Linked DNA regions of Tachysurus vachellii: region 2 is linked to region 1. The links are chromatin contacts, called in public Hi-C maps. All regions are on one chromosome and are shown on one strand. The core of a region is the stretch at or near the end of the contact, and the rest is flanking DNA. Distances in the headings are between cores, read along the strand shown. Region 1 holds the start of LOC132845798 (metalloreductase STEAP2-like). Region 2 holds the start of LOC132845292 (cyclic nucleotide-gated cation channel beta-3).

Region 1 (3,832 bases), core at 747-3,246:
GCAAATAAAACGAATCATCGTTAGTTTCCAATGTAATCGTCAATTACTTTAATGGAGGGTATCTCAAAAACTGCACTCTTTAACTCTCAAACTATTTCACTGATCAATACATGTTACTTATACAAACATAATTAAAATATTCAAATATTTGTGGCGCTAAGGAAACAGGTATATTTTGTATTATACTGTATATTGCATCCATCATCTTTTGAATCCTGTCATGTTGCTGCCCCACTATATGAACTGTGTGGCTTTAGATTTAAATGAAATCCATTAAATTCAAGTTACCGGTCAAATATGCTCTTGTTACACCACTTCTATAGTAATGACTGGTTTATAGGGGTATGTAAGGTGGATGGCTTATTAAACAAGTTATTTAACAAGGAATAATGTTTAATTGTTCATCTGTTAAAGCTTACTTTAAAGAAATGCTTATTTTAAGAAAGGGGTTTCAGAGCTTTCAGTACAATCATTAAGTATTCGAACACAGGAGAGTCTAGAAGACAGAGGACTTAACACTTCCTGTCTTCTCAGTAGCATAACAAGCTGCTTTTTTGTCTTGAACTGATTATAACTGTTAATATCACAGGAACAACTGATTATAACTGTTATGATATTACTTATAATTGAAATTGATTAAATGTAACTATCAATGACTAAAAAGTAGAAAAGACAATTTCTCTGGCATAAGCAACTGTCTCCATCACAAGATAAACAAAGCAAGAAGGGAAACCTTGTCAGTGGAAAACAAGCATCTCCAGGATGGTAAACATCACACTACTGTACCAATGTCATTGACTATTTTCCTATGCCAGCAAACCGCATCATGACTGCATGTCCTACCTGTCGACTAGCATCTTTAGGGCCTGACTGCATAGCCCATGCTGAGATTACATTAAATCCTTTCACCACATCAGAGTCTGGGAATAGGGAAGCGAGGTACTCTGCATTGGATTCTGGATACTGGTTCGACCTCCTGTTGTTGCTGACGTCCACCAAGATTTTGCCAGCTAAGAGGTGCTTGATGTCCCAGAGAGAAGAGTAGTGTTCTCTGTGGATAGCCAAGAAAATAACGGAAGCTTTGCCCACTGCGTCCTCGTGATGGGTCACATCTACCACATGAGGAAAAAACTCAGCCGCCCGCTTGGGCTGTCGACTGCCCACCACTACATGAAAGCCACTACACAGCAGACGGATGGCCAAAGACTTGGAGAAATCCCCAGAGCCGATGATGGCCACTGACGGCTTGCTGGAGCCTTCTCTGGGCCCGTTCTTCATGCCGTTAGGAAGGAAGAAGGCTTTGCCTGCAGGACTGCTGCCCATCAGTGAGATGGAGTCCATTTCTTTAGACCTGGAGCTCTAGATGTTGATCAAACCACGTTTCTACAAAAATGATTTTAACAATAATTTAAATACATACTACAGATTTCCTAGAACATTTATACACATTACTTACAATCTAAATACATATAATATTAATTATGTTATAGTAACTGATTATTTATTACATTAGAAAAGTGTGCACTGAGAGATTCTAGACAATATCAGTTACTATAATAAGCTATAATAATTTTTTTTAGACTAATAAAGATAAATAACTGCCTCACAGCCTGTCTCACCTTTTAATAAGCACGATTTGGCTGTTCATTGCGTTATAACCGACAGTAGTTTACATTCTGCTGCTACATGGAGGATAAATCAGAGAAACGTCCACATGATTGACATCTGGATGAAAACACCGCGCTGATACCAGCTGTAACTACACAGCTGTGACCTGCCCTGCAATGTCACCCTGTAACGCTTCACTAGCACACCCTGTATTATGTAAATCGTTATAACAATTTATTCAACACATTCAGGCTTTATCATGACAAAACTGTGCCGTCTAACCTTGATCTGAAACACTGATGTTATCGTTATCGCTCATGGATCCGCCGTGTCTGTGTGCAGGCGATGTCTGCGGTGTCGCCGCTCGCCCCGCCCTCTGTGGTCTGATTGGTCACAGTCTCAACGTGGCGAGCAGACCTCCACCAATCAGTGACTAGACCAGGGCACGACGAGGACAACCTAACCAACAAACTAATAATAATTTATAATAATAATAAAGCACTTGTTATTTTGAGTCCAAAATCTCAAAACGCATTTAATAATTTAATAAAATATTTTAACACAAGCAATAAAACACTCAAATACTTTTTTTGATTAAAATAAATATCATATTATATATATATAATATATATATATATATATATATATATATATTTATGTATATATACACACACACATATGTATAATGCTTATACTTATTTATATATATTATACTTATATGTATGTGTGTGTGTGTGTGTGTCTATAATATATATAAAAAAAAATTATGTTACTTAGTAAGTAATGAGAAAGGTTTGTTTCGTTCAAAATATGAGTAAAAGAAAGCCAAGTCTAAACAGGGTATGAGTTCATCCAACACTTTAATTAGTTATGGCATTAGTGCATACTAGTGCACTAGTGCATGCAGTTTAATACTTTTTTTTATTAAATACGTGTATCAACTAAGAGTGCATACACAATAGATTCTTTTAGGAGTTGTTGTTTTTTCTTCTGAGATATATCACTATATCTTAATAACCTTTGCTTATGTCCCTTTAAAGTATCACAAAAATGCTGAAGAGGCCTTGGTAAAATTTCAGCTTCACACCCCTAATTTACAATAGTGCTTTATACCATGACCATGCACGGTTTTTATATCATTAGCAAAACTTCATAGTTTATCAGAACTTTAATAAGCAGAGAATGTAAATGTAGATTTCAAAACAAACGCTGCATTTACATTCTATTGTTCACATACTAGCATACAAGATCTAAATACATTAGATAGTCGAATTAGCAGGTCGGCAAATGTCACCATTGCTGTAACTATGCAAAGCTACTATTTAGTACAATAGTGTATAATAAGACAGCTTTGCTTTCCCCCACTTATCACATTTCACATGCAGTTTTCCAAAGTGACATAACAATGAGACACAATAAACAAAGCAGCTAACAAATATGCCAAAAGGAGTGCAAGATACCTGTTATTTCGGTTATCTGAATCTGTTTGTAATACCTTAATGAGGAAGTCATGACAGAGAATCATGTATCAGTCACAAAACAATGCTTTCCTTCTTCCTTTTACACAGATCAATACAATTCAAAACAATATACAAAATTTTACTACATTATTTTTCAATTGATTACTACTGTAAAATAAGTATAAAAAAGAGCTCATATTTGTTCATACTTAAATGTACAGCTGCATTATACAGTAGTACAAACAACTTAAACATCAATCACAAGTTGTGAAAAACAGCACTTCAAAACAATCATGACTTAAAACCCAACATTCCTGAAACACACATTTAAAATGTTATGCTGCTAAGACAGACTGAGTCAGAGTGAGTCCTTGTCTATTAATTGCTTTCGCCCGGGTCTTTCCTAGCCATGTCGAATGCGCGCCAATCTTTTGTTAAAACAGGGCATGGCTAGCACAGCCTTGAGCAGTAACACCACACCTGGGAGGAAGGAGGCCAGTATAAATGATGGTGGTGTGTACCATACATAGTGCTTCATCTCCACCCACTTCCTCCAGCCATACACCAGAGCATGAGCTGTGCACAAAAACAGAGCTGCATGTCCCAGTGTTCTCTACACAAATATGGAGAGACAATAAACAATCAAACAATTATCAATGACAAATCAAAGAACAATGTGTCTATAATGTCCATCATAGCTGTGAAGTCCAGACCCCTGATGGTTAAATGATTTCTGGATTCTGGTTTCTCACCTACCTGGACAC
Region 2 (3,832 bases), core at 758-3,257, 170 kb before region 1:
TTATTCATGGGAAATGTTTTTGTACTCACTGACTGGAGGGCTGCGCTCAGGTGAGGATGCATAGGGGTCTATGACTTTTTCTTTGAACATTTGTGTACGTTGTCGCATCTGCTGGATTACTTTTCGAAGCTGTGCATCAGAGTATGTGTTTATTACAACTGGACATGAAAGAGATGGCTGTGCTTCTTGTCTAAATAACAAAAATAACAGAAAAAAGAACACACCTTTGTCACGCATTTCTGCGTATGATATTCAAATGTGGATATAAATTGAAATCAGTCAGACATGTTTTGCATATTGAACTAAAATATAAAGGTATAGAGGTTTGTCTTGTTTTTCTCTGTGGGTGAAAATGTAGACGTGTGTGTGGTGGGAATGGTGCAGGATTTCTCCCATATCTGCTATCATTTTTGGGCATTAAAATAAAACTCTCCACATTGTAATCAAAGCATAGTGCCCAGAGGAGTCTGTGCAAAACAACACTTATCCTCATCAGGCTAAATGAGACTGTCTGTGACACTGAAGGATAAAAGGATGGACTCTTCATTACAGTAACAACCAGTGAAGAATTCCCATCAATTTAATTCAGGCTTTGCTTTTTCTTTTTTCTCTCCAATGTCTTGTTGCTTAAATTTTAAATAGCTCCCCTGGCAGCTTCTTAAGTCCCTTAAAGCTGTAAATCTCATAATCTCTTCTTTGCTCCTCACTTCAGTAATCCTTCTGCTTTCTGGTAGGCAGATATAGATCCTGTGGATAATGTTTGTGTTTGCTGAATGCAAGATTGTTGGACCACTTGAAATCAGTTAACAAAATATTAATTCATTTCCGTCTGGAATCTGGACTCAGTTCTGGTTACATGGGGCAGGAGGCAGGAGTACACCAAGGGTGGGACACCAGTCCATTGCAGTGAACCTTACACACACATTCACACCAAGGGCCAATGTAGCTTAACTACCTGGCATGTCTTTGGAAGGTAGGATGAACAAGGAAATCCTAACTGAAACTCAGTCAGGGAGAACAGGGTTAAATGCTACACAGAAAACACTGAAAAAGGGCATCATTGTGTATGGCTGTGTTGTGCAAATGTAAAATAATAACTGCTGAAATTTTCCACTCTTACTTATCAGCTGGTGGCTGATCTTTTACAGGCTTCTCTTCTGGTTTTGGCTCAGCAGCAGGCGCAGGTGTTGGTGCTGGAGCTGGTAATACACAGAAACAAGACAGGAGAGAGGGGCTTTCCATTGCTGTGTGATTACTGCCAGTGCTCCTACAGGCAGCTCCCAGACAGAACAGTAATGTTTAACAGGAGAAAACACAACCAACTCTGACCACATTATCAGCACTGCCACTGAACACTATATAGAACAAAAGAAATACACTGGCATACATTTAGTTTTTTTTAAAAAAAAAAATGTTTTAAGATGGCTATGGGGAACATGTTTTACATGCTCTGTTGGATTTTATAGAGTAGTATTCAGAGTTTAATAGCAATTGACTCACCAGGGCTTTCTTCTTCTTTCTCGGCTTCATTTTGTTTGACTGCAGGCTTTTCATCCTATAAGTTGCAAAGACCAACTTTTTTAATAGCTGTGAAAGTGGATCTTTCTGATTCTCTTGGAGGATTATAAAATTAAATCCCTATGGTTATTATAATATTCATTATAGTCATTAAACATTAATCTTGCAGGACAAACACTCAAAGACAGACAAATCATGGCCATGATTTTTATTATCTGCTACAAATTGTGACACATCATAACTACAATATTCTTAGAGATTTTGTAAAGCAGATGCATCCTACCTTAATTGGCTGAGTTAATGGAGTTGGTGCAGGAGCTGTGGTAGATACAGGAGTTGGGGTCGGTCCAGGATCCTTAGTCGGTTTAGGAGCTGGGGTAGGTGCTGGTGTTGGGGAAGGATCGGGTGTTGAGGCTGGTGACGGAGCAAGCACAGGACCCCTGATCAGCTTTCCAAGAGTGCGAAACATGTTGGTTACCAACTGCTTCCGTTGCTGTCTGGGGATCCTTTATACTCTTATGCTGTAGCTGCCGTATAAACCACACAGGTCTAATTAGTGCTTTTAGACCTCTAATCCCTACTCATGCTTGCCACTCCCACAGTATCAGCTAAGTCTATATGTAAGTGTTTCTGGTTTGGTAAATTGCATGGAACTCAGTAATCTAGGTGGTTTATGTTCAATATATTATGTTGAAATAAATTAATTTGAGTTAATAAACATCCAGATGGTTGGGACCCAACAAAAAATAGAACATGAACGTGTTTTGTTAGCACAAATTACCCCTGAATTAATTTCAATTAATAAATTCAACCACAAATGTAAAATTCAATGACATTTATTGGAGGAAAGATGTTCTGCCAAATGAAAATGGATGGAAAAATAGTTAACTTTCCTAAGTTCAGGGCCATTCAGTAGGCCAGTCTCAGTCAAGTATGATACTCTGAAAGGGATAATGTTTCAGGAGATCACAAAAAATAAACATACTCTACTTTTTAAAGATCAAATGGCTAATTAGGCAACTAAGGTTATTAGCATATTTTGAACATACATTACACTATAATACTGCTCAGTCATATCAGATCTCTCAGCTGGCATAGTGTTTAGACTAGTTTTTATCATAAAAACCTTTTGTTTTCTTCAGAGGCTTCTAATTGCTATTATACAGACAGACTTTCAGACAGACAGATTTATAGATATATATATTAGACCGGGGGGGCACGGTGGCTTAGTGGTTAGCACGTTTGCCTCACACCTCCAGGGTCGGGGGTTCGATTCCCGCCTCCACCTTGTGTGTGTGCATGTTCTCCCCGTGCCTCGGGGGTTTCCTCCGGGTACTCCGGTTTCCTCCCCCGGTCCAAAGACATGCATAGTAGGTTGATTGGCATCTCTGGAAAATTGTCCATAGTGTGTGATTGCGTGAGTGAATGAGAGTGTGTGTGCCCTGCGATGGGTTGGCACTCCGTCCAGGGTGTATCCTGCCTTGATGCCCGATGACGCCTGAGATAGGCACAGGCTCCCCGTGACCCGAGGTAGTTCGGATAAAGCGGTAGAAAATGAATGAATGAATGAATATTAGACCAGCTTTGTCAAGATGGTAACACAGACAGCAAGTACCATTAATAGCTCATTATTGTTTACAGAATTAAATATTCTCAGTACATATTGGTTAGTTGCAATGTTGGAAATCATACAAAAAAAAATAAAGAAAATAACTTTAGCAGGTGCAAAAAAATAATCTGAAAGCTATATTGAGTAAGTGAATAGGTTTAAATTGAAGGCACACTATTAAACAAGTAACTGGTGCACCTTTAATTATTTCATTATAATTAAGATTAGATTTAAAGGACTCCTATTTCTCATATCATCTGTATGCATTTATCTGCAACTTATGAAAGAAACTTACCTTTCTTTGTAGATTTGTTCAGCCTTATTTGGAATGGTTTATTCTTTCGTAAATAAAAAGAAAAATTACATTAGACAAGGTGTAGGATGATTTATTTAGTTCCCCTGGAGTGTTGTGATGTAAAGAGTGCTGCAGTCTGTCAATCAAAGCTGCATAACAGTCTCACTCATATGGACTGAGTAATGTTTTCAGTACAGGAACAGGCTGGTCTGCATGTAAAAATCAACGTTGCCATATGAGTCATGTCTTTAATTGGCTTGAATATATATCCGCTCTCTGTTGGTGCCTGTACATCTTGTAAAATGCTTGCCAAGAGTAATTTATAGGCCAATTTAAATGGCAACTGCAACAAAGATTTCTTCTAAAAATAATCAGAAGCATCGGTGAAGATCTTCATCCATTTGATACAA

The links. A called contact is a pair of places that touch in the nucleus more often than the background predicts.
Region 2: a Hi-C map of muscle shows a contact between it and region 1, with 4 times the contacts expected there. The contact joins the promoter of LOC132845292 here to the promoter of LOC132845798 in region 1. A contact is called at or near these places in 2 of 3 Hi-C or Micro-C datasets (blood and muscle).

The regions. Positions count from the first base shown.
Region 1 is chr5:17,279,772-17,283,603 of HZAU_Pvac_v1, reverse strand. It overlaps LOC132845798 (metalloreductase STEAP2-like), which reads right to left and starts at 1,996. Exons shown (of 5, transcript XM_060870071.1): 1 at 1,891-1,996; 2 at 844-1,383. The coding sequence starts at 1,341. LOC132845291 (metalloreductase STEAP1-like) reads right to left here. Exons shown (of 6, transcript XM_060869232.1): 5 at 3,825-3,832; 6 at 3,425-3,681. The coding sequence ends at 3,472.
Region 2 is chr5:17,445,350-17,449,181 of HZAU_Pvac_v1, reverse strand. It overlaps LOC132845292 (cyclic nucleotide-gated cation channel beta-3), which reads right to left and starts at 2,007. Exons shown (of 18, transcript XM_060869233.1): 1 at 1,802-2,007; 2 at 1,501-1,555; 3 at 1,121-1,199; 4 at 30-190. The coding sequence starts at 1,987.